Linked DNA regions of Mus musculus: all the other regions are linked to region 1. A link is a contact called in public ChIA-PET, Hi-C, HiChIP or PLAC-seq and promoter capture Hi-C data. All regions are on one chromosome and are shown on one strand. Each heading gives the region's core, a stretch centred on a gene start, on an enhancer-like site or on the middle of the called end of the contact. The rest is flanking DNA. Distances are from core to core; before and after follow the strand shown.

Region 1 (3,804 bases), core at 400-2,899:
TCAGGACAGGAAAAGGAAGACTTCAGTTGCAGGTGGATACTTTGGTAGCAGCTAGAGGGAATGAAGGAAGTTCACCTCTGGGAGTCTCTCTTGCCTCAGAACTGTAGATGAAGACATTTATTTTTCATTTTTATCAAAGGAGGCGGGCAGGGTAGAGCTCAGTAAGGGATTGAGAGCTCCCGAGGGCAAGGTTACCTGGGGAGAGAATTAGGAGATAAGATCTTAGTGTATAAATGACTGGTGTAGGCTCCGAAATACTTTGGCCACACGGATGTCTCAGCTGAAGCTGTGTGACCATCCTGAGAGGAGTGAAGATATTCTGAGGAGAGACACGTGTGCCCCTCCTTTTGACTAGTGGACTAACAGGATAATGGGCCCCAAAGAACTAGATTTCCTCAAGAGTCTCACTGGAGAAGGAAGAGATTGGGTTTCTGGGTGCAAACCATCAGGAGAGCTTGGTTCTTAGTTCTGACAACTTGTCAGTTTGCTTTGCAGGACCAACCAAGATGTGTTTACCATGGGCAAGATCACACCTTGAGCCTTCTACTTATGTCAAGGCTCCAAAGATAGACTTAGGGGGTTTACTGAACCAGCCCCTTAGTTCTTTTTCCTAGTGCAGTCTCATTGAATAAATTTCTTTCACTGTTGTCTTTTTTAGCTGTGTTATGGAGGACAGGTAGCTTGTTAGGGCGGCCAGAGTCCAGGCTTCATTAACTGCAGGACATCCCTGGTTTGTACCATTTGGTGGCGCCATTCTCAAGGCTGTACACTTTTCTGTTCTAGCACTGAAGTTGATAAGGCTCTGGTGAGAGACCCTGAGTTGGAGGAACCAGTTGGGAATTTGTACGCAGGGGCATTCGATTCGGGGAATATATCTATCTTTAATGAGTAAATAAATGTAACTCTGTAGGTTCCGCGATGCACACTCTGTAGCAGCAGATTTCTCTCTGGCTTGTGTTCTGAGAGCATCTGTTACACAAAACATTCAAGGGAGCACTTAGGGGTGCAGCGGGAGGATTGCGACCGTGACAAGTATGGATGGTAGTGAGACTAAGAAGCAAGCAAAAACAATTTTAACGCTGTATATTGAGGAGCCCTGAGGAAATAGTTTCTTCCTACTCTTTACCGTTTAAGGTGGACACGCGGCAAAGGCACACTCGGGAAGAGATGACGTCATGCAGCTTAAAGGTAGCTCGTATTTTCACTTTTGTTATTTCTCTTGAGACACGTTCTCAAGGCTGGCCTCGAATTCCTGATCCTGCTGCCTTCATCTCACAAATGTTGGGATTACAGACGTGTGCAGCCATGTTCTGATAGGTAAGATTTTCTCTTCATTTCTCGCAGTTTGAGGAGGTAACAAAACTTGCAGTAGTTTCCATCCTCAAGCGCGGCCTATCGTTACCATGGAAACGCTTATTGAGTTAGGTCCTTTCACTGAGTCTTCGGTTGCTTCTAAAGTGCGCCCGCCCTAGGACGATTGGTTCTGCCCTGACTGAATGGTTTGCCTGCAGTCACTGATGCGTTCGGAGCAATCTTGATCCCTGTCGGACGCCGTCACCGGCTCTTGCCTAGCTCCACCCATTCTGCGGGCCCGCCTCTCCAGCCCGCCGCCGGAGGCCCCGCCCCTACCTGGAGGCCCCGCCCCCATGAATCAGCTGATCTCGCGTACCCGCGGTGCAGTCGGGCTCGCGCCGGGAGAAGAGCGCGGAGCTGCGGGAGCGTCAGGTGAGCCCGCGCGGGTCCGGGCGGTCCTTGGGTTCGAAGGCGGGTCGGCGGAGGTGCGGGAGCGCGCTGGGCTGGCCTGCGGGGACGGCGCCTGCCTGTGAAGAGCTCCGGACGTGGTGGCTCGGCCCGGGTCCCACCCTCCGGGTCCCAGCGCCCCACTGCCGTGGTCGGAGCTGTGTGGCATTCCTTCGGGTCCCCTCTTCCCGCCTCCACCCACGCTGCTTACGCCCATCCGCTCAGAGGGTTTTTTGAATGCCCACAGTGGGCGCCCAGCTGGCTAGACAGTGAACCTTGCTGAGTGTCCTAGGTGGGTTTGCCCCAGGATGCATATCGTGGGGAAAAGTGAAGGGGGGCGGGGAGGGTCTGTGGTTTGAAACAGCGTTTGCTGAAAATGAAAAGGACTTTGGTATTAATCAGTGGTAGTTTGACCAAATCCCTAAATGTATCAAGTCATCAAAGGAATCATCGTGAAGACAGGAAAGAACACTGGAGCGATCTTGAGGAAATGGTCCTCACATTGATGTTGGTCCTCCAGGTAACAGGGCTATTTGCAGACAAGCAACTGTAGATTTGTAGAGGCAAGCTACTGTTTAGTACTTCTGTGGTTACCAAAGAGGGAAAACACACTGGTTGAATTGGGTGGTCAAGAGCAGCACTTTCTTATAGATTAACTGACTGCTGTACCCAAATTAAGGTTGTTACTCTGTTGTTCTTATATTTGTATCTGTTTTTTAAATGACTGTCAAGGATAAACTTGTGTGATGTAGGTTTATTTGGAGCAGGTACAAAAATGCAAAAAAACAGTAGGCCATACTTTTTTGTTTTTTATCATATACCTGTATGTATTAGTGTTCTCTAGAGTCACAAAACTTATGAAATGTATATATTAAGGGAATTTATCATAGTGATATACAGTTTACAGTCCAACTAGCCCAACAACGGGAATGGGAAGTCCAAGAATCTAATAGTTGCTCAGTCCCACGAGGGTAGTTATTTTAGCTGGTCTTCTGGATAAGCTGGAATCCTGAAGAAGTAGGTTCCAATAGATTCGATGGCAAAGGAGTGCAGGCAGGCAAAGGAGAGAGAGCCTTCCTTCTTCCAATGTCCTTATGTAGGCCTCTAGCAGAAGGTGTGACCCAGATTAAAGGTGTGTGCCATTACCCCTGGATTTGGAATTTGCTTTGTCCCAGGCTAGCCTTGAACTCGGAGATCTGCTTGCCTCATTCTCCTGGGATTAAAGGCGTGTTCTACTTTGCCTGGGCCTAAGCTTTTCATGACCACTATGCCTCAAGACTTGTGTTGTCCCATGTCAAGATGTGGGTCAAAAGCCTGTGTAGTCTAGCCTCAAGATCTGGATCACAGGTGAGCCATCCATTTCTGCATTGTAGTTTGTTCCAGATGTAGTCAAGTTGACAACCAGGAACAGCCATCACAATGTGTTAGGTAATGAAATCAGTGAAAGATTTCTTGTTTACTTTATATTTTTGGTTCTTTAGCCTATAGTAGTACTAGACAGGTAATTTGGGAAGAAAAATTAAATAATGTTTAAAAACTACATTCATCTATTTAGATAATGTTTGATTTGTAGTTTGGGCCAGTGTTGAACTCTCATCCTCCTGCTTTAGCTTCTGGGCTGCTGGGATTACAGGTGTCCCACCGTACATACCCCAACTTTGGGCAGTTGGACAGTCTTTAACTCACTGTGTAGCCCAGTCTGGCCTAGAACTTGTGGAGATCTTCTTGCCTTAGTATCCCAAGTACAAGTGGGCTTTGCCATACAAAGAGTGAATTGTAATATTTTAACCTTCTGTTTAGTAATAGAGGCATAGTGGTAATTCCTAGGCTTTGGATCTAGAAATACCTTGAACATCTTTCTTTGAGCCTCTTTGCCTCAGTTTCCTTATCTCTGCACTGGACTTTTCTGGTATTAGTACCTACATGTATGGTTTATGTATCATTTATTACTATGCCTGGACCCTCAGAAATGACCAATATATATTAGCTCTTTATAGTTAACAACTTTCTTTTAGTATATCATGAGCCAGGCTCCATAGTGACCTTTTGTTTTTTAAAAGTAGG
Region 2 (3,804 bases), core at 533-3,032, 840 kb after region 1:
AGTTGAAATCTGATTTCTACCCACACTCTTTTCCCAGACCTATGCCATGTGAGACACTCTATAAATGAGTCACTTTCACATATCTCCACAAAGTCTAGGTGAAATCAGGGACTTTAGGAGTGCCCCCCCCCTTCTATTAGCCCTCTTTGTTCAAATTCTTCTTTAAACTATGAGCTTAAAGTCACAGGTTTTAGCCACTAAAAAAAAAAAAAGAAAAGAAAAGAAAAGAAAGAAAGAAATTTGAGAAAGCAGAGAAACACTAAGGGAGCAGTTAATCTGAAATAGAAGTTAAAGAGAAAATCAAGTTTCTATTATTTTCGGGTTAGTAACATGCAGCTACCTGACTGTGAGAGAAACCAAGATATGTCTGAAAGCTTGAGGGTGAGTTACAAATAAATAGTTACCTCTTTTTCTGGTTTTAAAACGCTGGCCTGATAGCGTTGGTTTTTGCTGCTTTTGATTATTCATAAAAGACACCCTAGAAAAAGGAGAAAGAAGGCCTTAAAAACACCCGTGCCAGTAATATTAACTTCTTAAACCAAGTATCAAACCTTAAATCAAAATTACAATTAAAGCAAGCCCAAGACGCTTTCAGTTAACAGGCAATAGAGAGGGTGCAGGTAAGTTTCCCTCTCCAGGAACCCCTTGATGTAAGTGCTGGAACTACACCTTGATAAAGCATTTTACTATCACCCTGTCTGGTGGCAAATGGCCTACCACAAACCTAACTACTCAGTCTCTCCTACACCGTTCTTTGCATCTCCCACTTTTTCTAAGTAACCCGAACTTAGAGGACTGTCGCGGTCACGAGCTATCTGTCAAAGGCCCTGAACCGCATCAGCGCTGCCCTCATTCCAAAGTGGCGCCGAGAGCCGCAGAGCCCGCTTGCACCCTTCCAAGATGCAAAACTGAGAGCTGGCCGCAAACGCTACAGCCCCAGCCGCCTCCTCCTCCCCGGGCACGTGTCTCCACATCCACACCCTTTCCCGTGCCTCCCGCCTCTCGGGGCTCGGGCGGCGGGCCCCGGAGCGCCGCAGGCCCTTCTCCACCGACCCTGTCGCCTGCGGTGGTGGCCGCCGCGCCGAGCGGACCACAGGCGCCGAGGCGCTGCGCGCCGGGGCCCCCGCCGCCCCGTACATCCGCCCGCCCTCCCGCGAAAGCAGCGGCGGAGGCGGCGGCCGCGGCGGTGGTGGCGGCGGCTGCGCCCCGCCCGCCGAACTCCCCACGCGTACATCACCCAACAGAGGCCGCGGCGGCTTTGTTACCCAGGCCGGCCGGGGCGCACACGGGGGCGCGCCGCCACCCCGGCGCCCCGCGGCCTCGCCCGCCCTCCAGAGCGGCGGCCCGGGCCACGGATCCAGGCCCCGGGTCCCGCCGGCCCCTCCGAACCGCGCCGCCACCCTCCTCCTCCTCCGGGCCACGGCGCGCCGCTCTTCCCCGGCGCTGCGCCGCGCTCGCCTCACCGAATTTAAGGCGAAGAGAAAAGAGCCAGAAATCCCCGAGCTGGCGGCAACTGCGGCGCTGTCTCCTCTGCGACCGGAACTAACGCGAGCAGGAGGGGAGGAAGAGGCGCCACCCCCGCCCCGGAGGCCTGCTATCGCGAGATTTCTACCCTGCGCCAGTTCGCACTCCCCCCTGCCGAAGGCCGCGGGGTTGCAGCTCGGGGGCACCGGCTAACACCGCGGTGGTAGGCGTCTCTGTCCCACCCTAAAGCCCCAGGCTGCCCTGACTCTTGTACCAGGGTAGCCCGTCCCCCTTCCTCCGCCGCAGCGGCCGGCCTCCCCCTCTCCGGGCGGGGATGGGAGTGGGAAGCGGCCCCTCAACGGCCGCGAGTTGGACCAGTCCGTCCCGGTCCAGCCCAGACCCCTCCTCCGGAAGCTGGAGCCCGGGGGTAGGGGGAATGCTGGGCGGCGGGCGCAGAGGCCGGGGCGTCTGTAGGGTTCTGCCTGGGTGAGGACTGCAGCCCGGCCTCCCTGCTCTGCGATGCGGTGTGCTGAGGGCAAGTCTGACCTCGGCCTGTCACCACGCCTTGCAAGGGGTGCTCGTCCCCTGACTGCGGTGGACTGGGAATTTGTTAAAACCAGATTGCGAGGCCCCCACCCGCAGGGTTTATAATTGCTTCTGGTGCAGGACTCAAGAATGTGCCTTTATCACAAAGTCTCCCGAGATAAGGACCTTCAGAAGGTGTATTCTCCGGGACAACAGATAAAACTGCCCGCATCCGGTTTGTGCCCTTTTCATCCGCCATCCCCCAAACACCGGGATTTGTCCTTAAAATCCCTTTCCATGTACCAACTTCTCGCTCTCGCTCTCGCTCTCTCTCTCTCTCTCTCTCTCTCTCTCTCTCTCTCTCTCGCGTGTTCCAGATCGAGGCCAGCCTGGTCTACAGAGTGAATTCTAGGAGAGCCAGGGGTATTTCTGACATCCACCGTCCCTGTACTCAAACCTTTAATCTTTCTTACTCGTACATGGAAGGCACTTCTGTTCACTGGCATTTAACATATACTGTATTTGGAGTTTCGGATTTGCCTCTAAGGCTTTAAGCCGCTGTTTGTTGGATCTTGGCTGTCAATTCTTTTCCGTTCAAGTTGGTAGGTCGGAGCGCTGAAGGAGCAGCGGTGGGAAAATAGCCTAGCAGCAACAGCCTAACTTCTTGGAGGTACTGGTGGCCCATAGGACTGAACTTTGGTGGGACCTAGGAAGGCCAGGCCGTGGAGCATAGTGGGAAATGATGGGAATCAGGGCTCTAAGTTCCCCTACCTTTATCCTCTAACCCTGAGTCCGTTGGCATTTCTCTTGGAAGTCTTATTTCATACTCTGCATGATAGACTACCACGTCCCCCACGTTATGTTTGTTTCTGATGTGTTAAGGGTACAGTATTTCACTAATTAAAAAGCCATGTTTGTGTAGTATGTGTGTAGCAGACATTCTCCTAAGCACTTAACTGCGTTGAGTCCTTGAAACTGCCCTATGACTTTGACACTTGTTAGTCTTGTTGGGAAAAGAAGGCATATAGGTCAGTTAACTTGCCAGTGAACGGCCCCCCAGCGGCCTGGTCCACCAATATAATAAACTGCCAGGTCACACACTGAGCTGAGCTAGAGACACAAAAAACGGTGAATAGCCAAACCCGTTACTCATAAAGCTTCCCTCCGCATTGGCCACATTTCCCAATTCGGTCTCCTCTCCAGTACAGTCCTGATTTACACCCTGCCTTTGTATTTTTGAGACAGGGTCTTGCTAAGTAGCCCAGGCTGGCCTTGACCTGGCAATCCTCCTGTATCAGCTTTCCAGGTACTGGCATTAGAGACATCAGTCACCAAGCCCAGTTAATTGGGATTTCTGTTCCCGTGACTAAATGAGCCTTCCTTGTTGCACTGTGTCTTTCTTTACATTTCCAGGGTGATCTTTCTAAATGTAACTCAGGCCCTTCTCATCAGTGTCTGAGTTCCTGGGTTTTCATGAAAAACCACAGGAACACTGCTTTCCACCTTCTTATACCATTGGTGGCTTTATCACATCCAATAAGGAGTCAGGACCTTAAAACTCGGCTTGGGAGATGACTCTATGTAAAATGTTTGCAACACAGTATGAGGACTCAAGTTCTAATTCTCAAATACCACATAAAAGCTAAGTGTTTATGGCAGCCCACCTGTAATCAGCACATGGGAAATGAAGGAAGGGTCTGTGGAGCAAGGTAACTAGCCATACAAGCCATACACTCAAGCTCCAGCCGTGGTGCACGCTTTTTTTTTTTAAACATTTTTTAAGATTTATTTATTATTTATTATATGTAAGTACAC
Region 3 (3,804 bases), core at 653-3,152, 810 kb after region 1:
CTTGACTCAGAGCAGGGTCATGCTGATCACATATCCTGTTATGTTCTGTATGAGGTTTGTTAATGTTAAGAAATTCCACAAAGCTTTATGTAGGACCCATCAAGTTAAAAGTCAATATGAGATGTTACATCTAAAATGGCTGGAGTCAGAGCTAACTACCGGGCAGCACTTCCTGCACCTGGGTATGAATTCACAGCACTTTGTGTGTGTGTGTGTGTGTGTGTGTGTGTGTGTGTGTGTTTTAATAAGCTGTCCCTGAGAAATGTTTGTAGTCATGGCTCAGCCCTCGAATTCTGAGCTGCAGCCCTGATCGATCAGTCTTAGGGCATATGTTCAATAAACTATCCCTGTCTGACTGAGATCAGTGTTTGTGTGGTTTGTGAGCCAACTCCTGGACCCCAACATATACATGTAGGCAAAATATTCATACATGTACATTTAAAATTTTTTAAATTTTTAAAAAATTTTTTAATTTCTTTAAAAAATACTTTATTTGTGTGTGTGTGTGTGTAGGAATTGATTCTCTCTTTCCAGTATGTGTTTCCTGGAGATTGAACTCAGGTAGGCTTGGTGGCATTGTGTCTTTACCTGTTAAGCCAACGCCAGCACCCTCCTCTTCCCCTGTTTTTAGTTCTGGCTAGAATTTGCGATATAGACCACACTGAACTTGTACTCAGAGATAACCCTTGTCTCTGCCTCCTTAGTGCTGGGATATGCCACCATGCCCAGGTCTAGATTAACTCTTAAAGGTGAAAGCAAAGGAGTTGCAAAACTGATACCTACGCACCCCCCTTTTTCTCCTCCCCCTAATATCTACCTTTTTAGAGTTACCAGCGAAATAGGAGTTAAGCCGCCTGAGGCCACACTAACTGGGTTCCTGAGTGGGAGGCCGGAGCTGTATGGAAGGAAATGGCGAGAGAAATAATGGAGGCCAAGACACATTTCTGTTCAAGGCCCCCAAGTTTACTAAGAGTCTGTGCTTAAGCCTGGCGTGGGGCGCACGCCTTTAATCCCAGCACTCGGGAAGCAGAGGCAGGCGGATTTCTGAGTTTGAGGCCAGCCTGGTCTACAAAGTGAGTTCCAGGACAGCCAGAGCTACACAGAGAAACCCTGTCTCAAAACCATAACCCCCCGCCCCCCAAGCCATTCTTGATGCCTGTTGCCAGCCTGTAGGTGATCTGCTGGATGAAGTCTCTGGAATATCTAAAGGGCCTCTCAGCAGGTAGCAGTGGCAGGTGACGGAACAATAGAGCCATCTAAGTTGGAAGGTTCCACCCCAGGTAGTCTCATTCTCAGTGGCAACAAGGTCAAAGCCAGCCTACTCAAGGCTGGGGGAAGCTACTATGGGGGGGGGGGGGGCATCCTCAAAGTCTTCAAGACTACTTACTAATCTGTCTATTTACACTATTCCGCTCCTGTTCCACCATTTCTAACTTTTTGTTTTGTTTGGTTTGGTTTGGTTTTCGAGACAGGGTTTCTCTGTATATATAGCCCTGGCTGTCCTGGAACTCACTTTGTAGACCAGGCTGGCCTCGAACTCAGAAATCCGCCTGTCTCTGCCTCCCAAGTGCTGGGATTAAAGGCGTGTGCCACCATGCTCATTTCTAACATTTTTGGCGTCAGTGCATGTCATACCCAACCACTAAAAACTAGTTTAAGACAGGTCAACATAACTGTAGTCACTGAGTTACTAACCAGAGATACTTTGTTGGTGTAGTTTAAAAGGTTGCAGTCAGGAGGGAAGAGAAAAAGGAGAGAGGGAGAGCGAGCGTGGATTATACTATTACTGTAACCTGTAGTGTCTAAGTATCCTCAAGAAGCCACAGCAAGGACAGTCAGGACCAAGTCCTTCCATCCCTCGCCCATTTGGGCAGCGGGCCCGCGCCTGCGCACTCAGGACCGGTATAGGCCCCGCCCATCTACGTCACCAGTTTTTCCGAGAAGAAGCTCGCACTGCGTCTGTCCGCACCATTTTGTGTTGGGAGATCGTCGTAATCGTTTGCAGACTTCTCGCCGTCGCCTTGTAAGCTTTGTCTTCGCCTTGCAAGCTTTGTCTTCAGGGTTGGAAAGGTAAGACGCGGTGTCTGTCAGGGCCTTTCCTTGTATCTTCCCGCCGCCTCCAAGGACCCCGCTGCGGCTCTTCACGGCGGAGCCACGCGAAGGGGCTCTGTGCCCCGGCTGCGGAGCTCTGGCCGCTGGCTTCTGCGTAGGCGGGGACGATGCCCGCAGGCTCCGCGTCCCGAGGAGGGCCGGCCGACTGCAAGAGCCCGAGCTGCCGCGGCGGGACCTAAGATGGCGGTAGGGGGAAGGCCGCGCTCGTCCTTCGCCATGGCGGCGCCAGGGCGCGGCCTTCGCTTGGACTCGGTCGGTCCTGGTTTTGCTCTCGGCGGTGGCACGGCGCAGGTTTTGGTGCTGTTTTTCTTTATATTTGAAGCGAAAGGTCTTGGTAACCAGGCCGGCCCCACACGCTGCGGTCGCTGATCTTGTTAGAGATGGGCGCTGCGGGGACAGCGTCACAGCAGGCTGTCACCTCAGTTCTGTGTAGTTTCCGCCTTCGACGAAGAAAAGAATTTCAGAGGCGGTCGATAGATAGCGAAGTCGAGCATAATGAAAACGAGGCACACCGGGACAGCGCTTGTGAGAGCGAGGAACAAGTGATTTTTAAGAAGGTTTAGGATTTACTTAGGTTTTGTAACATTAAAACTCAAGACGGCCGGGCTGTACTGCCTGTCGCTCGCCTTTTAATCCCCTTTGAGCCTGTCTCAAAAAAAAAAAAGTTATAGAAAATTTCCTTTGTAAACAAAGTTGTAACGGGGGAGTTGTTTACCTTTAGGAAACAGGAGGGGAACACCCTAAGATTGTACGTCACTTCCGCTCTGAACAGCTTTATTTTCAACATCATGGCCTGTCCTGTACAGTTAAGTAGAGTGGCTTTATTGGTGGAGCCCGAATTTTGTTGACTCGGCATAAAAGGCGCGCCTGTTACCTTCTCAGGCTTTCCTCCCATATTTTCATAATTTTCCCAGTCTCCCTCTGCTAGCAGTAAGAGTGTCAGCGGGGACCGTGGGCATTTACTTGACGGTGAATTGGGAATTGAGGTCATCTGCTGAGCAGCTTTTTTTTTTTTTTTTTTTTTTTTTTAATAGCTGTAAACAAACACTTCATAACATCCAAACTGGTATTTTACCAAAAACAAACAAAACACTTTGGGGGCGGGGGCTGTTCCAGACAGGGTTTCTCTGTATAGCTCTGGCTGTCCTGGAACTCATTTTATAGACCAGGCTGGCCTCTTACTCAGAAGTCCGCCTGCCTCTGCCTCCCGAGTGCTGAGATTAAAGGTGTGCACCACCACGCCCAGTTAAAAAAAAACTTCTTAATTAGGGTCACTTGTGGTTACGTTGGTCGGAGACTTGGTTTGGGTAGAAATTGAACCTTGTGAACCTGTAAGTTGAACTTCTGAAAGAGCTGTCATACATTTTTCTTAAGTTTTAACCTTTTTCACTTAAGGTTTTAAACCTTTTTCACTTAATATGAATTTGGGCATTGTGAAAACAAGGTGAAAAAAAATCTGGCCGGGCATGGTGGCGCACACCTTTAATCTCAGCATTTGGGAGGCAGAGGCAGGTGGATTTCTGAGTTTGAGGTCAGCCTGGTCTACAAAGTGAGTTCCAGGACAGCCAGGGCTACACAGAGAAACCCTGTCTCGAAAAACCAAAAAAAAAAAAAAAAAAAATCTGTGAATAAAGTTTACATTGCAGAATCTGAGGCAATGCAATAATTTTTATGATTGCAGACAGTTGACTA
Region 4 (3,804 bases), core at 351-2,850, 810 kb before region 1:
GAGTTCAAATCCCAGCAACCACATGCTGGGTGACAGCCATCTGTAATGAGATCTGATGTCCTCTTCTGGTGTTTCTGAGGAGAGCTACACTGTACTTATTTATTTTAATAAATCCTTTTTAAAAATTAAATAAATAAAAAAACCTGGAGCTGAAGGGGACTAGCAGTGATCCATCTAACACATTCTCAGCCAGGTCAGTGGGTTGCTTTCTAGCCCTGTCAGGAAGGGCAGTAGGTTCTGAAGTGGTTATGGGGCACCCAGAAGTTTCTGTCAGGTTTCTGGCTATTGGGAGGTAGAGATACTCCTGCAGGAGCTGCTGCGGCTACCTGTCAGGAGCTTTCCAGCTTCGATTACAGAGGCCTTTAATTCAAGGTCAGCAGTCCAGACTGCAGTTCACTCTTGCCATGGTTGTACTGTGGTCCTCCACACAAAGTTTTTGCCCATCTTTAGTCTTTTTCATTTTGCTCACCTGTTGCTTCGCTGACAGCTGGACTCATTCAATAGCTGTGACTACCACTCGCTCCTTGCCTGGGCTCCTCTCTGGAGCCTTAGAAAGAGCTGCGGCCCCACTGACCCATCTCAGTGTGACACAAGGAAGATCCGGAGAACTATAGTTGACCAATCATATCTGCTTCCTGCTAATTCATATTCCTCCAAGGATTTGGACTTTGAGGAGCAAGAGGAGCTATTTGACACTTTCCTAGAGGGGAAAATGTCCCAATATTGCATACAATTTCAAGTATTTGCCCATTATTTGAAATCCAAAATAGCTGTTGTAAGAATTTAAATTTATCTTAAAAGTTATAGTTCAAATCAGCCCTTTATAGAAGAAGTAGCTCTTTTTCTAGTCTAAAACTTAAAAACTTTACATACTACTTTGTAATTAATATTCTGTTTGGACCCCTTACTTCGTGTAGTTCTCCATGACCCCTCAGATGGTTATCCTAAGAGTTAAAGGGGGGGGTCGTTATCAGCCTATATATGTCATATATACAATTAATTCGTATGTTGTAAACCTTTAGGAAAGTTGAACTTGGACGTTAAAACTTGAAAAGGAAAGCACTTTGAGTTTATTATTCCTTACCAGTAATAATTTTCCATTAGCCTTATTTCCATTCCCACCCCCCCCCCCTTGGGGTTTTTTGGCTCGGACACCACTTTTGCTCTTGAAGTCAGTTATTAACAGTTGTCCCTCTTTAAACCTTTAAAGATGAGGGTGTGACGCCTCGCGTGAACACTTGCCTCGCGCCGAGCCCGAGTACTAAGTGGCAACTGAGGCGCAGAGGCAGCGAGGGGAAGGCAGGAGCCGGGAGACAAGGCCAAGCCGGTCTTCCACGCACCCACCTCGGCTGCCTCGGCTCAGTGAGGGTCCGGGACTCAGGGCCTGGCGCCCGTCACTTCTCACGAGCAAGCGACACCCAGGGCGCGCGGCCTCCGCGGGCGGAGAGAGGCGCCGGGGCGCGCAGAGCGGAGCCGAGCGGAGCCGCCGCGCGCAGGGCCGCGGGTTTAAATCTCCCGCCGCCGAGCCCCCCACCTCGGCGCACCGGCGCGGCGGGCGCGGGCTCGCGGGCTCGCGGGCGGCGGCTGGGCCGGTGCGCGGAAGAGCTCAGCGCGGCCCGAGCGGCGAGGAGCGGCGCGGCTCCGGCGGCGCGGTGAGGGTCCGGGGTCTGGCCCTCCGCTCCCTCAGGGCGGCGGGCGGCGGTGGCCAAACCTGGTTCCCATGACGACGGCGGGCGGGGGCGCGGGCCGCGCGCTCTCCGTGGGCCGGCCTCAGGCGGCGGCCTCGGCGGACCCGACCCGTCCGCGGCGGGGGCGTCTCCTGCGCTCCCTCCAGGGGAAGGAAGCCGCGGCCTGAGGCCGGCCTGGGCGCTCCCGATACGGGGCAGATGCTCACAGCCCTGCGTGCTTTCCTGCTGGCTGCCTATGTACGTCGCGCTTAATTTATTACTATTATTGTCCTGTTGTGGGATGTCTTCAGAACAGACCAATTGCGAGATGGACGTGGTGAGAACAGAACCTAAGCAAAGCTGCGGGTCGTGGTGATGTCGGAATGCATCACCTCGCGGGGGGTGTCGGTGCACAAAGCCTCCTCTCCCAGGTGGGGACCCCAGCATCACCGCACGGATTCGGCTGGGGAAAAGCAGGCCAGGTGTCTCTGACCACTGACCTCACCTGGGTGATGATGCAGGCAGCCGATACCTGATGCTCTAAGAAAAATGGAGACGGGAAAAACAATCCTGCTTGGCGTCCTACCCGTGAGCTGTGGGCTTGCCAGTAGTGTGTGTGAATCGGGGATGCCATATAATGTATGATCTTCATGCACAAAACACACAACCTGCTAGCAACTCTGGGTCGCTGAAATAGTTTGTGGGGAGATGATGTTTCCCTGCGGTTTGGGCTCTAAGTATTTAAGTATTGGATTATTTGATTCTGGCTTAAGCGAAGTTTTGTAAAGTAATATTGTAAATACATCAATATTTAGCAGCTACAGGTACCTCATTCTTTAATGGAAATTAATTATATCTTTCAGTTATACATTTACTGGCCAAGAAAACATCTCCTAATGGTGGATATATATATATTTTATATGACCAAAGTTAAAAAATCATCTTATATTATCAGTTCATAACATTACCAGTTTTCTTTGAACTTTCTGTACTTATTTTAATAATGTGAAATGGGTTGTACATGTAGGTATTAAAAATAGCAAAGCACTGTCTAATTACCAGCAATCCTAACTGCTAGAGAAATCATTATAAGCTTTAAAAAAAGATTTATCTATTTATTTCATGTATGTAGGTATACTGTCACTGTCGTCAGACACATCAGAAGTTGGCATCGGATGCCCATTACAGATGGTTGTAGCCACCATGTGGTTGCTGGGAATTGAACTCAGGACCGCTGGAAGAGCAGTCAGTACTCTTAACCACTGAGCCATCTCTCCAGCCCTAGAGAAATCATTATAATCTTAGAGTTAGAAGGGTGATGAGATCCCAGTTCAAAAAACAAAACTAAACATGAGACTGATGGGAAAAGCAGAAATCCATATTTTCATTGTAGATGTTTGTCATGAAAATTAAATTTATTCCAATGACTGAAGTAAGACCAAATATCAAAATGTGCAACATAATAGACTACATTGTTTTATACTAACAAACTCTGGTTTTCTGTAGTACATACACTGAGTAAAATCTTATTTTTAACTTCTTTAAATCTGTATTATTTATATTTTCTTTAGCAACAGAAGGGATGTGTAAAGGACTTTAAAATATTTCTGAAATTGGAGATTCTCTTTACGTGAAGTAACTTTTGTTACCGTTTTCCCATTGGTCATTTGGTCATTTTCATTTATCATTTACATTTTGCCTTTTTTTCCAGTTGGCTTTTTTTTTTTTTAAATCAGCTTACATTAAGTTTTACCTTTTTTCTGTAGTAAAACGTTCAGATTTCTGTTTAGGTCCAGTGTTTATAATTAAAAATCAGTTACCACCTATACACATCTTATTATTTTACCATTGTTGGCTCCTTTATAGAACACTAAGAAAAAAAGTTTAAAAGGTAGCTAAAAAGAAGACTAATGTAACATTTACAAAAGCCAACATTACCAACTATTAACATTTTGTTATATTTCTTTTTGGTATTTTATTTTCTCTTGTTTTGGGTTTTTTGTTTGTTTGGTTTTTTTGTTTGTTTTTGTTTTTGTTTTTTTTGAGACAGGGTTTCTCTGTGTAGCTCTGGCTGTGCTGGAACTCCCTCTGTAGACCAGGCTGGCCTCGAACTCAGAAATCCTCCTGCCTCTGCCTC
Region 5 (3,804 bases), core at 520-3,019, 790 kb after region 1:
TGCTTAGCTACCATGCACAAGGGTTTGGTCCCCAGCACCACTGGGTGTGGCGGCACACATCTGTGATCCCAGCACAAGGGAGGTAGAGGGTAAGCCAGCCTCAGCTATACAGTCAGTTCTAGGGCAGCACGAGCAAGAACTGAGGCAGACAGGTCACTCCACAAACGCACAGAGCCAAGGCAAGAAAAGGCCAGAACTGCTGCCCCTGAACACACGTCAACTGCTACACAGAGAAACAGAGAGGAAAAGCACTGGGCCCCTACCCACATATTCCATGGCTGTGCACTGAATGGTGGGAGAGTAGTGTCACCAAAGAACCAAAACAACTCAAAACAGTGTGATGTGCAATCTGAGAGTTAATAGAATTGAATAAAGGAAATGTGTTTGCCTCAAACAGGTATTGTAAAAGTATCTTTTATTCACCTGGTATAATTGTCGTCTCCCATCTCTCTGCTAAGCTAGGCCTAGTTCTGGAAGCTTATAGCCTCCATACAATCTTATCTAGGCCTATTATGTTTTCAGACTCTGAGAATTACTGCCGAATAAGCTCACCCTTTCTAGTTCTTTCTGAGCTTGCGCTGGCTGGCTGGTTCAACTCAGCTGTTCTGGCTCAAACTCCTCTCCAAGCTGCCTGATTCATCTGGCTTCTCTCTCAGCCTCTGACTGAATGGTTCTGCATGGCCTCAAACTAAGCCTGACAATCCTCTCTAATCTTCTGGCTGCTTCTTGTTCTTTGGCTCAGTCTGTCTTCACTTATGCATAGCTTGTTTTCTCTATCTGCATCCTCTCTATATATAACTGTCCCAGTAAAAACTGCCCCCAGTCTCTCTCTGCACTACCCCTTAAGTAGCCCATCTTTTCTCCCTGTTCTGGAGAGAGCTGGGCATATCCTATTCTGTCAAATCTTTCTCTGATTCCTCACTTTGTCTGCCATTCAATTAGACATCACTTTCAAACATGGATGCTTCCTTCTACAAACTAATTTTACCTTCATTGTTTGAGATTAAAGATGTGTGCTAAGGGCACACCACAACTAGAAAGGTTCCTCCCACCCACCATCGGTAAATAACACAATCTCGGGGGTTCACAGTGTGACCAAACATCCTGTAACAAGCTACCAACGAGACTGATGTAACTTGTGGCTTTCTTGTTATACAATAAACTTCTATTGTGAGATGACACGACCACGTCCCGGTGTTTTTCTCGGACAATGTGCTCACAGTACAGACACATTTAAAGCATTATTTGAATGGGCTGGAGCTGCCGTACAATGGAGAGATGGGAATATCCATTGTCAATCTACATGATCTTTAGCCCTCTGAACAGCCACTTGCTATTTTTCAATTACACGAGAGCTCTCTTTGCACTTGCGTGTGGTTTTTCTTTCATTTACGCATGGCTCAAGACCTTTTCCAGAATAATCAAGGGCCGCGTGGCATAGCCTTTATTCCTGGAGTCAGCACCCTCACCCCTCCTGCAGCAAGGCAGTTTTCATCTGCAACCTCTCCTTCTATATTCATGTTCCCCCGGCCCTCTGCAGTCACCACAGCCAGCCCGATGTGCACCTCCAGCGAGAAGAACAGACAGCCCCCGCGAGCCCTTCAGTGGTTCACAACTCACCAGTCGCAGAAGCTCTTTCAGTGTATCACTTCCGCTCTGCTCTGAAGCTCCTGGCTTTGTGGAAAGAGTTGGGCAGAAGTGGTCCTGTGCGTTCTGCTTCCGACTCCAGGCCGCTGTGTGAAGTTGGGCGGAAGTTGTCCTGTGCGTTCTGCTTCCGACTCCAGGCCGCTGTGTGAAGTTGGGCGGAATTGGTCCTGTGCGTTCTGCTTCCCACTCCAGGCCGCTGTATGAAGTTGCTGGGCGACAGCGGGTTCTGCTTCTTAGTGAGGTTGTGGGTAGAGCTCTCAGGGGCCGAGGGGTGAGGTGCGTGGTCCTCCGAGTCCTAGTCGGTGTGATGAGGAGAGACTGACGGGAGAGTAGGGCGTCCCCTGCGGAGGGCTCCGGGCTTCACTTCTGTGGCGCACAGACACGCCTTTGGAACCCGCAGGCATGCCGGCCCTTGTAGTTGAGGCTTTTCCGTTCCCGCAGCAGTGGTGCTGAGCGCAGTGGGTGAGTGTGGGGGAAAGGCTTTTATCCTTTTCTCCGTGCACTCAAACGCCTGCTGCGCCCCACGTTGGTGCAAATTTATTTCTTGGGATCCTCGTGGTGAACTCTCGGGCTGGAGATGGTATTCCTGGGACTTTTAAATACGATTGATAAGTTAGCAAGATGTGGCGTTTGGGAAAAAACAAAACAAAAGTGTGAAGTATAGAAATGTATTGTACAGACGTCTTAAGTAAAGTAGGTGTCCCGGGTAAAGGGAGCTCCAAGTGCCTATCTAGAGCACTAGACCTGGAGGTGGGGCTATGCCTCCCTTGCAGAAAGCCTTGAAGAAAATGAGTAAAGTAAGTGCGCACTGGGGTGGCTTGTTGCATTGGGTAGGATCAACACTTTTATGATAGGATTTTCATTTAGAGGATGCTAGTCTAAGCTTTTCGTTGTAAATCTACCATAAAGATGAACAAGTATGGTGGGAACTTGATAGGGTAAAGTGAACTAATTCCTCTCTCTTGTAGGAGATTTGAAAAATTAAACAGTGCTTCCTAGAACCATCAAGAAGGAAAATGGTGAGTATGTATCATAGAATTATTCTAACTGGGTGGTTGGTTGCTTGTTTCTAACCCCTTTGGGTTCCCTGGAGCTGGAGACACAAGCAGATGTGGGTGCTGGGAACTGAACAGGCCCTGCTGCAAAAGCAACAAGTCCTGGTACCTGCCAAGCCTGCCCTCTCAGCCGCCCATTACATGGTTTTTAATTTGTGTGTGTGTGTGTGTGTGTGTGTGTGTGTGTGTGTTTTGGTTTTTTGAGACAGGGTTTCTCTGTGTAGCCCTTGCTGTCGTGGAACTCACTCTGTAGACCAGGCTGGCCTCAAACTCAGAAATCCGCCTGTCTCTGCCTCCCAAGTGCTAGGATTAAAGGCATGTGCCTCCACGACTGGCTGTTTTTTAATTTTTAATGAATATTTTTTTGGAGGAAGTCAGACAGGATAGTGAGTGTGTAGCTCAGTGGCAGAGTGCGTTCCTAGGATAAGGAAGGAGAGGGGAAGGGAGGGGATGTGGCGAGGGAGAGACTGTGTGTACCAGTATAGAGGGAACAAAGTAGAATAAACAAGTGGACATGATCATTACAACGTTACCCTGCTGGTGTGGTCCCAGCACTCAGGAGGTAACCTTGCTCCCAGCCTCTATAGGCCGTCGCAGTCTCAGACCTTTCATTAAAAGACACAAAAGGAAATAAACGAGCAAACAGTGTGCCCTTTCCCCGCAGAGATGAGCAGCACAGGTAGAATAGCAGGGAGTGTAGCTCCTGTGTCCACTGAAGCACCCCACTCACCTCCACCCTGGCCCACTCACTGCGGGACACTGTTGTAAGAAGACAGGCACATGCATACACTAGCAAGATTTTGCTGAAAGGACCCTGATATAGCTGTCTCTTGTGAGACTAGGCCGGGGCCTAGCAAACACATAAGTAGATGCTCACAGTCAGCTATTGGATGGAGCACAGGGCCCCCAATGGAGGAGCTAGAGAAAGTATCCAAGGAGCTAAAGAGATCTGCAACCCTGTAGGTGCAACAACATTATGAACTAACCAGTACCCCGGAGCTCTTGACTCTAGCTGCATATGTATCAAAAGATGGCCTAGTCGGCCATCACTGGAAAGAGAGGCCCATTGGACACGCAAACTTTATATACCCCAGTACAGGGG
Region 6 (3,804 bases), core at 593-3,092, 730 kb after region 1:
GCACCACCATACCCAGCTGTTTTTTTGTTTGTTTGTTTGTTTGTTTGTTTTTTAATAAATTAGAGTTTAACCGAGAACAGGGCCTAGTGTATAAAATGGAGGTCTGGTTACAAGATGGAGTCTGTCTTGTCAAGTTGTGGCCCTTCAACAGTACCTGGCATGAATTCCCTCCTATTGATGAAACATAGTAAGTAATAACTTGGGTTATCTATAGGAAAATAGATTCTAATAGCATAGAGGGTAGGTATCTGCCCAGCTCTTGTGCTGTTTAAGGTTTATAAAGGTTGTGTGTATGTTTTATCCGGAAACTAAATGATCAAAGGTGGGTAGTAATTTGGGTCCGGATTAAATAATTTGTCCAACAAAAGTGAAATACGGATGTATGTAAAGTATCCTCACATTTCTCAATTGGAATCTTTAAACCAGTGGTTCTCAACCTGTGAAGTATAACCCCTTTGGCTAACCCCTATCTCCAGAAATATTTACATTTATGATTCATAACAGTAGTAAAATTACAGTTATGAAGTAGCAAAAAGAAACAAACAAAAACGTTATGATCAGGGGTTACCACAACATGAGGAAGTGTTAAAGGGTCCAGCATTAGAAGATTGAGAACCACTGTTCTAAACAGCTCCCAAAAAGTCTGACTCCATTTCTTCCTTCCCACTATTATATTCCACAGATAATCTTTCAATACAAATGTGGCCAGTCCCTTAAGTACCAACTTGTAATTCATAATATCTGACACTTTGACACTTTATTCATCTATTTTCATTTTGCTTTTCTTCCTAGAAAATTCAAATCAATTCAGGCCTTAGTTTTCATATCTCTTCCTTTAAGGAAAGTGTTCCTGATTCCTTCTGGTCTTATAATTATATAATCCTGTGCCCTGCTGTTAGGAACATAACTTAAAAATCATTCTCTGTAACTTGGAAACCATTTTGTATGACTTGAAATAACGCAATGCATGTGCAATAGAAGTTTGCCACCAGGTAGCTCTGATGAGACCTAGAAGCAAACCACCGGCAGGTCACCTGGAAGCCCAGTTACCAGCCTAGCCCCGGACGGTCCTTGATATGGTTAAAAACAAAAACCTAACCACAAGGTGGTGTTAAGATAGTGAACCAAACCCAAGTTGTGAGCTTGATTTTCAGAGCTCAATGAAATGATACAAAGGTTGGAACTTTGGGATTTGTGCTCTCTAGGCATCACATTTATAGCCAGTGTGTTTATATCCATTGGCAAGAATGAGTAAGTATTCAGCTGCCTTATTCTAGCACTTTCCCCAAGACTGTATGTTCAGTTTCTTCTCGTTCAATTACCCAGAAGCTCAGTTATTCAGAGGTGCCTCTACTTGAGTATTGTATTCTTACTGTTGGTTCTAAGTATGATAAGTTCGGAATAAGCGAATCCAAATGACGTAGTCCTGTTAGTAAACAAATATTTTCATGTATCCCAGCCAGATTCACTCGTTTTCCTTCTCATTTCCTCTGTATAAGCCCCCTTTTCGTGTCTTTATTTCATTAGTTGTATGGTCCTATTTTCTTGTTCATGCTCTGGCTCCGCCCTCCCTCAAACCCTTGAGATCCCTTTGCATCATATGCGAGCAGGTATTCGCTGTTCCTCAAGCGAATCCATCTTCATTATCTTTTTTTTTTTTTTTTTTTTTTCCTCAGAGCAGCTAGACTAACAATATTAAGATTGACATAAAACACCAACCAACCGTACAACCGGGGACGCTGCCCTTAACTTCCAGACAGCTAGCACACACTTGTCTCTCCAGAGATCCGGCGTGCTCCGCGCACGGTCCCTTCCCCCGGAAACGGAAACTGAAGAGATGAGGAAAGCCCGGGAACCCACTATTGGTTGGGGGATCTGTTTTCCGACTGAGCGAGGGCCTATGGCCCGAGTCAACGGGCTTGCGGCGCCGTCGCTCTGGGCGGCTCGGCTCCCCATTGGTTTCTTAGGGCACCGCCCACCGGCGGCCGGGGATTCAGTGTGCTGCGCGCAGCTCCCTTGCCCTGCTGGGCGCGCAGGTTCGGCTTGGACCGGTCGACTCTTTCCCTAGACGCTGGCCTCCCCGGGCCGTTCTGGGGTGTTCCGCGGCGGCGGGAGTCCTGGCTGGCGGCTCAAGTGAGCCTCGCGGCCGTTCTCCCTCCCGCCGGCTCGGACTCGAGAGGTGAGTCCCAGTGCGCCCTGCTGCAGCCGCGGCTCACTGCGCGCTTCCCCCGACACCCGTGGCCTTGCCGCTCGCCCACCATGGCGGGAGATGACGAGGCCGCCGGGCGCAGGCTGGAGGATGCTGGGGAGCAGCCCCCCTGGGTGAGAGGCGCTGTCTGCGAAAGCCAAGGCTGTCCTGTGGCGAGAAGTCTCCTGCACGGACCGTGCCTGCTTTCCGGCTAACCCGGCCCTTTATTTGAGAAGAGAATGAAAAGGAACTGTAACAAAAATGGCAGTGTTCTGCCAGAGGAGAAGGAACTCGGAGGGATGTAGCTCAAGGGATCGCGGGATGGAACGACTGCTGAAGTCTGTTCTGTTGTCCCGGCCGGGTGTCCCTAAAGGTCTCCTTGGGGCAGTGCTTGGTTTGAAAAATGTGTTTACTCCCAGAGGAAAGTGCATGGCTGCCAACACTTGGTGCTGCCTTGTAGTTAGTTGACTGTGAAGAGAATTGACCCTTTAGCCCTACAGATAATCACTATCCGTTATAGATGCTCCCTGTGGATATCTGCATTTCATTGGTTGATTATGGGCATGTGCATTCATGTGGATGTTGGTGCATATGTGCCGGTAGTGTGTGTTAATTTTAGATGTCTTTTTGGATCGTTCTTAACTGAGGCGGGGTCTTACTCTAACCGGGTCCTTGTTGGTTAACCAGCTTGCCTCGGGGAACCCCATTCTCCTCCTCCCCAGTTCTGAGTGCTCCTCAACTTTTAAATGACTACAAGGATCTCAGTTCCCATTCTGACGCTTGCAGGACACGTGCTTTTAGCCACTGAGCTGTCTAGTCAGCCTCCCAGATTGCAGTTTTCTTGTGTATCTGTTAGGTAGTGTTTTTCTGAGGAATTGCAGAAAAGAAGGGGACATTCTCTTAGGAGGTCTTGGTAGGAATTTCAGTTGAGGTGATTTTGTTTGTATTACATAAAATATCTTAAAAATCGGAGATGTTGTATAAATGCATTTGAGGCTGAACAGGCATACCCTGCCTTTTTGACATTTGGATACCTTGTTGCTGTCATTTACAAAGTTCGTGGCTGAGAATATCACAATACAGTTACAGAAAATTTTGCAAAAACCACTCATAATGTTTAAGCACGTTTACAACAAGGATTCGTGGCTATCCTTGACTATATAGGGCTGCTCACCTAGTGATTAAAATACTAGATCTGGGAATGGGGCATAGCTATGATCCCACTACTCTTAAAACTGAGGCTGCTAAGTCATGAGTTCAAAGCTGGCTTGTATTATAAAGTAAGACCTTCACAATAGTAAACTAAGGGACTAGGGGTGTAATACAGTTGATGAAGTGCTTGGTTTAGCACACTGGAAGCCCACAGCTCCACCCCAGCACTGCATATGCTAATGATAGTGATACAGGCCTGTAACCTATCTAGCACATGGGAGGTGGGGGCATAATCAGAAGTTCAAAGTTATCTTTGGCTACATGGTTGGAGACCAGTCTGGGACTCATGAGATAATTGTTACACACACACACACACACACACACACAAAGTAAAAGAAAATGTAACAGGTATTAGAGAGATGGCTCAGTTGGTAAAGTGCTTGCCTTGCAAGCATGAGAACCTG
Region 7 (3,804 bases), core at 582-3,081, 650 kb after region 1:
TACATATATACTGCATATATAAAGTACATACATTTTTGACAGCATGAAATGTAGAATAATTCATTAATAGTATATATAAATATACATATTTATTCAAGAGAAGGTTTCTCTGTGTAGCCCTGTCCGGGAACTTGCTCTGTATACTAGACTAGTGTTGAACTCTGAGACTCACCTGCCTCTACCTCCCAAGTGCTAGGATTAAAGGCAACCACACCAGGCTTCAGGCTTAAATATGTTTAACATACTGGGTTAGATGAATTTGTTTTTTACTTTTACTGTCTACTAGAAATTTTAATTTTACATATATGGCTTCCATTGCATTTCTACTGGATGTTATCTCTTAAGAGAAATTCCTGAATGTGCATGACATTGAATATGTTTATTAGATTTTTTTTTCCAAATAAAGCACACATTACTGTATCACTGGGGTATGAGCCACCCCTATCTTACAAGAATATTGTTTATTTACTTGAGACAGTCTCACAAAGCTCAGTCTCACCTCAAACTTGGTATGTAGCCAGGGAAACTTTGAACTCTTACTCCTTCTGTCTCTGTCTCCCAACTGCCAGGAGTACAAGCCTGTGCATCATGCTGGGCTCCTATTTTTAAGAGTATTTCTTTAAAGTCATGTGTGGTGTGTGTGTGTGTGTGGATGTTCATGCAGAGGTCAGAGGGCAACCTAATCCAACTGGTTCTCTCCTCTTCCACAGAATGAGCGAGTTCTACTGCACTGAGGGCTCAACAACAGGAAATTATTTCACCTTTAGAACTGTCCGTTTAAGAACAGAAAAAAAAAAGGATTCAACCATGAATGAACACATAATTATGGAAAATTTAAATGCTATCTGCCTATGTCAGAAGTGAACTCAAAAGTTTGGTGATGATCAACCTTCACTAACGATGGCTTGTTCTATCTAGCACTGGGGAAATGTTGACTTGCTTTCCCTAAGGAAGAAGAATGTTACATCCATTACATATAATTTTACAGTTTATCAGGGATTTTCAAGGGTGTATCTCAAATTTCCCTCATTTAAAAACTGAGATGACCATTAAAATATGGGAAAATACAAATGAACTGCTATTACTTTAGTATCCAATCCTTAATCCTAGGATTATGCAGTAGTCTTGATTTTGTGACTTGCTCTTTTTCACTTAAGCACTGTGTCGTAAACACTTATATTTGGGAAACCGTACTTAAAATACAAGCTTGTGAAGCAACCGTTGCAATTATTTCTTCTAGTTTTAAGTATTTTCGGGTCTGAGCTGTTCTTTACCCTATTCAAATACAACCCAAAAAGCCAGGAGGCGAGGAGTACATTGCATCTGGTAGCGGCGGTTTAAAACATCTCTGGGATTTAACAACCATCGTAATTCTCAAGACATCCTTCATCCGCCTCAACACAGCCCAGCAAGAACCTTGCAGCGGCGCTCCCTAGCTAGATCCCGGATCTTCTCCCGGTCTTATCGGATCCCTTCAGCCCTCTCCACTTCTGCATTCCCTGGATAAAGTTTAGATTATGCGTAATCCAGAAGTCTCCCACCAGCTCCCTAAATTACCTGACAGCAATCTGACCTCCCGGGACACTCAATATTCAACCTTACAGCCGGAGACAACCGGAAACGGACGTTGTTTCCTCTAGTTTCTTACGACAGGAAAATGGGGGAGATGGTAAACGTTCCGGTACTGGCGCAAGGCTCCCAGACAACGTAGAGATGACATGAAGGAGCCTGGAAGTAGAGATTATTTCCCACACTTTGCAGCTGGAGTCTGCTTGAGGTAGAAGATATTGAGGAGAAGGACGATAAAGCCGTGTTTGTCTTGCTCCAGGACGGAATCTTTAGGCGGAGCACCGAGAGGCGGGCCAAAGTCATAGCGCAGCCAATGAGAGCGGTTGTTATTAAGCGCGTGGGCCCACTCAATGAGAAGGCTGGTTGTTATGCTGCAGTTGGCAGGCTGCTGCGGGAGGCGGTGGCGGTGGCGGTGGCGGTAGGAAGCCTGAGGCTGCGGGGTGACAGGTAGGCGGCGGTGCTGTCTTGGGGGGGTTGCGGGGGGGGGGGCGCACGGTGCCGGGTGAAGAGGAATTTCTCCTCCGGCTTCGGACGCCGTAGTCGGGAGCTGACGAAGGTGAAGTGGGAAGGCAGCAGGACTGTTGGATCCGAAGCCCTGCAGACCTGGGAGCAAGCTCGGGAGGGTCGTGAGGAGAAGGCGTCTGCCGAGGCGGCTTGGGGATGAGTGTTGTGGGGCAACTTGGGGCCCTAGCAAGGGCGTTAGGGTGTCGGTGGCGCGGGCTGAGGCGGGAAGGAGGCGGGAGCAAGACACAGGTAGTGAGGGCTGAAGGGATGTCTTGCAAGAAGCCTCAGGTAAGAGAAGGACGTGGTATTGCAGACACCTGCGTGAAATCCTAGGTGTTCTTAGGGCCGTTTGCTGGGATGGGGAGAGGTGCGGAGAAGAAAGATATTTATTGGTGGTCAGCTCTAGAAATTGGTGGTTGTACATTATGTAACCCATGGCAGTTATTTTTCCAAGTAACTCGACTGACCCTGGTAGAAGAAGAGCTCTGCAACCCATTGATGTATCTGAGCACTTTGTTCTTGTTGGCTCCAGCGTTCTCTCTACCGAGGCAGGGTCTGTAGGAGGAGGACAGCGTGAAGGCAAGAGTAGTCACGAAGCGCTTATCCCAAATATGGACTTTGGTTGCGAGACAACACGATGTTAGCTTTAGAGGAATGTTGTCAGATTCGTGTTTTGTAGTACAGGAATTTGCTTTGCGGCTTTAACCTTCAGAAAAGTGGAGAGCCTTTTAAATCTATAGACGAAGATAAATGTAGATTAGAAAATGAACAGTAAATTGGTAGACAACTCGCCCCCAGTGTTAAGGACTGTGAAAATAAGTTGGGAATCTTAGCAGAGGAGTGTCAACTTTTAAGTGATTTCCCTTGTTAAGTCTAGGAAGCTAGTTGTGAGTTATGCCTTAGGCTTAAAAAAATAAGTTCGTTGAATGTCATGGACATAGATAAAATTTATGTACAAATTTAAAACTATTTTGTTTTGAAAAGTCTTTTAAATCCACGGTTTGAATGGTGAAATACAGTCCTAAACAAATCCCTGTCGGCGAATATTGTGGAAGGGCACTTTTATAACTCATTGGAAAAATATCTTTAAAAAGTAGCACTATAAATTATTAAAATGTAAGAGGCCTGAGATGCTGCCGTCAAGTTAGACGATGAGGACAAATGTATCCAGGAAGTATATTGTCTTTCTGGGCTTGTTATTTAACTACATGTTAGAAAAACTTTCTAAGATGTAATCTTTTTCTACTATTGATCATTTATACATAAATATTTATACATATACATAACATAAACATACATATACATAAACATTTATGCATATACATATAAAGCTAGAATTTTTCTCTCAAAATATTGTTTGAGTAGAAATGGGTCATTAGTATTTGTTTTGAAATGTCCAGCACACTGAGGTATTTGTCAGTGCTTTAAATAAAAAAATTTAAATGATACTGGTGTTTTATTGCTTGTCTTTTATCTTTTTACAAGAATAATGGTATTTTGGTCACAAAGAAAGCTTACATTTTGCTTTAGGTGAAATTCTATAGTGCTTTACATACAAAAAATACGGTGTTTACATATTGAAAACAAATATTTGCCTTTAGGTAGTTTGATTTAAGAGAGAGCATGTGTGTTTCTGTGTCTCTCTTATGTAACCAGCCCACTCTGTTTGAGAGAACTAATGGTTGATTTTCAGTGGCCAGTAGGTGTCATTGTAGAATGCCATAAATTGAA

Evidence for each region. Promoter capture Hi-C pulls out the DNA fragments that hold promoters and counts their contacts. A called contact is a pair of places that touch in the nucleus more often than the background predicts. ChIA-PET counts read pairs in DNA pulled down with a chosen protein or histone mark. HiChIP or PLAC-seq counts read pairs in DNA pulled down with a chosen protein or histone mark.
Region 2: an RNA polymerase II ChIA-PET map of memory CD8 T cells shows a contact between it and region 1, with 23 read pairs. The contact joins the promoter of Bzw1 here to the promoter of Als2 in region 1. A contact is called at or near these places in 2 of 39 promoter capture datasets (liver and pre-B cells), 3 of 115 datasets of contacts at active chromatin or transcription factors (effector CD8 T cells, memory CD8 T cells and microglia) and 2 of 9 other capture datasets (adipose tissue and liver).
Region 3: a contact with region 1 is called in a promoter capture Hi-C map of pre-B cells. The contact joins the promoter of Clk1 here to the promoter of Als2 in region 1. A contact is called at or near these places in 5 of 39 promoter capture datasets (erythroid cells, fetal liver, hippocampal neurons and 2 more), 3 of 115 datasets of contacts at active chromatin or transcription factors (double positive thymocytes, extraembryonic endoderm stem cells and thymic regulatory T cells) and 2 of 9 other capture datasets (adipose tissue and liver).
Region 4: a contact with region 1 is called in an H3K27ac HiChIP or PLAC-seq map of microglia, with 6 times the contacts expected there. The contact joins the promoter of Ica1l here to the promoter of Als2 in region 1. A contact is called at or near these places in 1 of 39 promoter capture datasets (liver) and 1 of 115 datasets of contacts at active chromatin or transcription factors (microglia).
Region 5: a contact with region 1 is called in an RNA polymerase II ChIA-PET map of memory CD8 T cells, with 23 read pairs. The contact joins the promoter of Ppil3 here to the promoter of Als2 in region 1. A contact is called at or near these places in 5 of 39 promoter capture datasets (3T3-L1-derived adipocytes, erythroid cells, hippocampal neurons and 2 more), 1 of 115 datasets of contacts at active chromatin or transcription factors (memory CD8 T cells) and 1 of 9 other capture datasets (liver).
Region 6: a Hi-C map of forebrain shows a contact between it and region 1, with 5 times the contacts expected there. The contact joins the promoter of Orc2 here to the promoter of Als2 in region 1. A contact is called at or near these places in 2 of 39 promoter capture datasets (liver and pre-B cells), 2 of 484 Hi-C or Micro-C datasets (erythroblasts and forebrain), 4 of 115 datasets of contacts at active chromatin or transcription factors (astrocytes, embryonic stem cells and stem cell-derived neural progenitor cells) and 2 of 9 other capture datasets (adipose tissue and liver).
Region 7: a contact with region 1 is called in a promoter capture Hi-C map of pre-B cells. The contact joins the promoter of Ndufb3 here to the promoter of Als2 in region 1. A contact is called at or near these places in 12 of 39 promoter capture datasets (the 3T3-L1 cell line, 3T3-L1-derived adipocytes, the HPC-7 cell line and 8 more), 3 of 484 Hi-C or Micro-C datasets (CD4 T cells, natural killer cells and uterus), 4 of 115 datasets of contacts at active chromatin or transcription factors (astrocytes, embryonic midbrain, memory CD8 T cells and 1 more) and 2 of 9 other capture datasets (adipose tissue and liver).

What each region holds. Positions count from the first base shown.
Region 1 is chr1:59,235,076-59,238,879 of GRCm38.p6, reverse strand. It overlaps Als2 (alsin Rho guanine nucleotide exchange factor), which reads left to right and starts at 1,649. Exons shown (of 34, transcript NM_028717.6): 1 at 1,649-1,725. It overlaps Gm33667 (predicted gene, 33667), which reads right to left and starts at 1,525. Exons shown (of 2, transcript NR_168353.1): 1 at 1,127-1,525; 2 at 1-195.
Region 2 is chr1:58,390,876-58,394,679 of GRCm38.p6, reverse strand. Bzw1 (basic leucine zipper and W2 domains 1) reads right to left here and starts at 1,782. Exons shown (of 12, transcript NM_025824.4): 1 at 1,464-1,782; 2 at 405-478. The coding sequence starts at 468. Gm39644 (a long non-coding RNA gene) reads left to right here and starts at 2,137. Exons shown (of 3, transcript XR_003947828.1): 1 at 2,137-2,224.
Region 3 is chr1:58,422,186-58,425,989 of GRCm38.p6, reverse strand. Clk1 (CDC-like kinase 1) reads left to right here and starts at 1,902. Exons shown (of 13, transcript NM_001042634.2): 1 at 1,902-2,070.
Region 4 is chr1:60,040,918-60,044,721 of GRCm38.p6, reverse strand. It overlaps Ica1l (islet cell autoantigen 1-like), which reads left to right and starts at 1,600. Exons shown (of 11, transcript NM_027407.4): 1 at 1,600-1,925.
Region 5 is chr1:58,443,451-58,447,254 of GRCm38.p6, reverse strand. It overlaps Ppil3 (peptidylprolyl isomerase (cyclophilin)-like 3), which reads left to right and starts at 1,769. Exons shown (of 7, transcript NM_001285827.1): 1 at 1,769-2,109; 2 at 2,616-2,666. The coding sequence starts at 2,664. It overlaps Nif3l1 (Ngg1 interacting factor 3-like 1 (S. pombe)), which reads right to left and starts at 2,104. Exons shown (of 7, transcript NM_022988.3): 1 at 1,621-2,104.
Region 6 is chr1:58,503,147-58,506,950 of GRCm38.p6, reverse strand. It overlaps Orc2 (origin recognition complex, subunit 2), which reads left to right and starts at 1,842. Exons shown (of 18, transcript NM_008765.3): 1 at 1,842-2,179. It overlaps Gm15834 (a long non-coding RNA gene), which reads right to left and starts at 1,835. Exons shown (of 4, transcript XR_865442.3): 1 at 1-1,835.
Region 7 is chr1:58,584,424-58,588,227 of GRCm38.p6, reverse strand. It overlaps Ndufb3 (NADH:ubiquinone oxidoreductase subunit B3), which reads right to left and starts at 1,831. Exons shown (of 3, transcript NM_025597.3): 1 at 1,558-1,831. It overlaps Fam126b (family with sequence similarity 126, member B), which reads left to right and starts at 1,895. Exons shown (of 13, transcript NM_001310598.1): 1 at 1,895-2,016.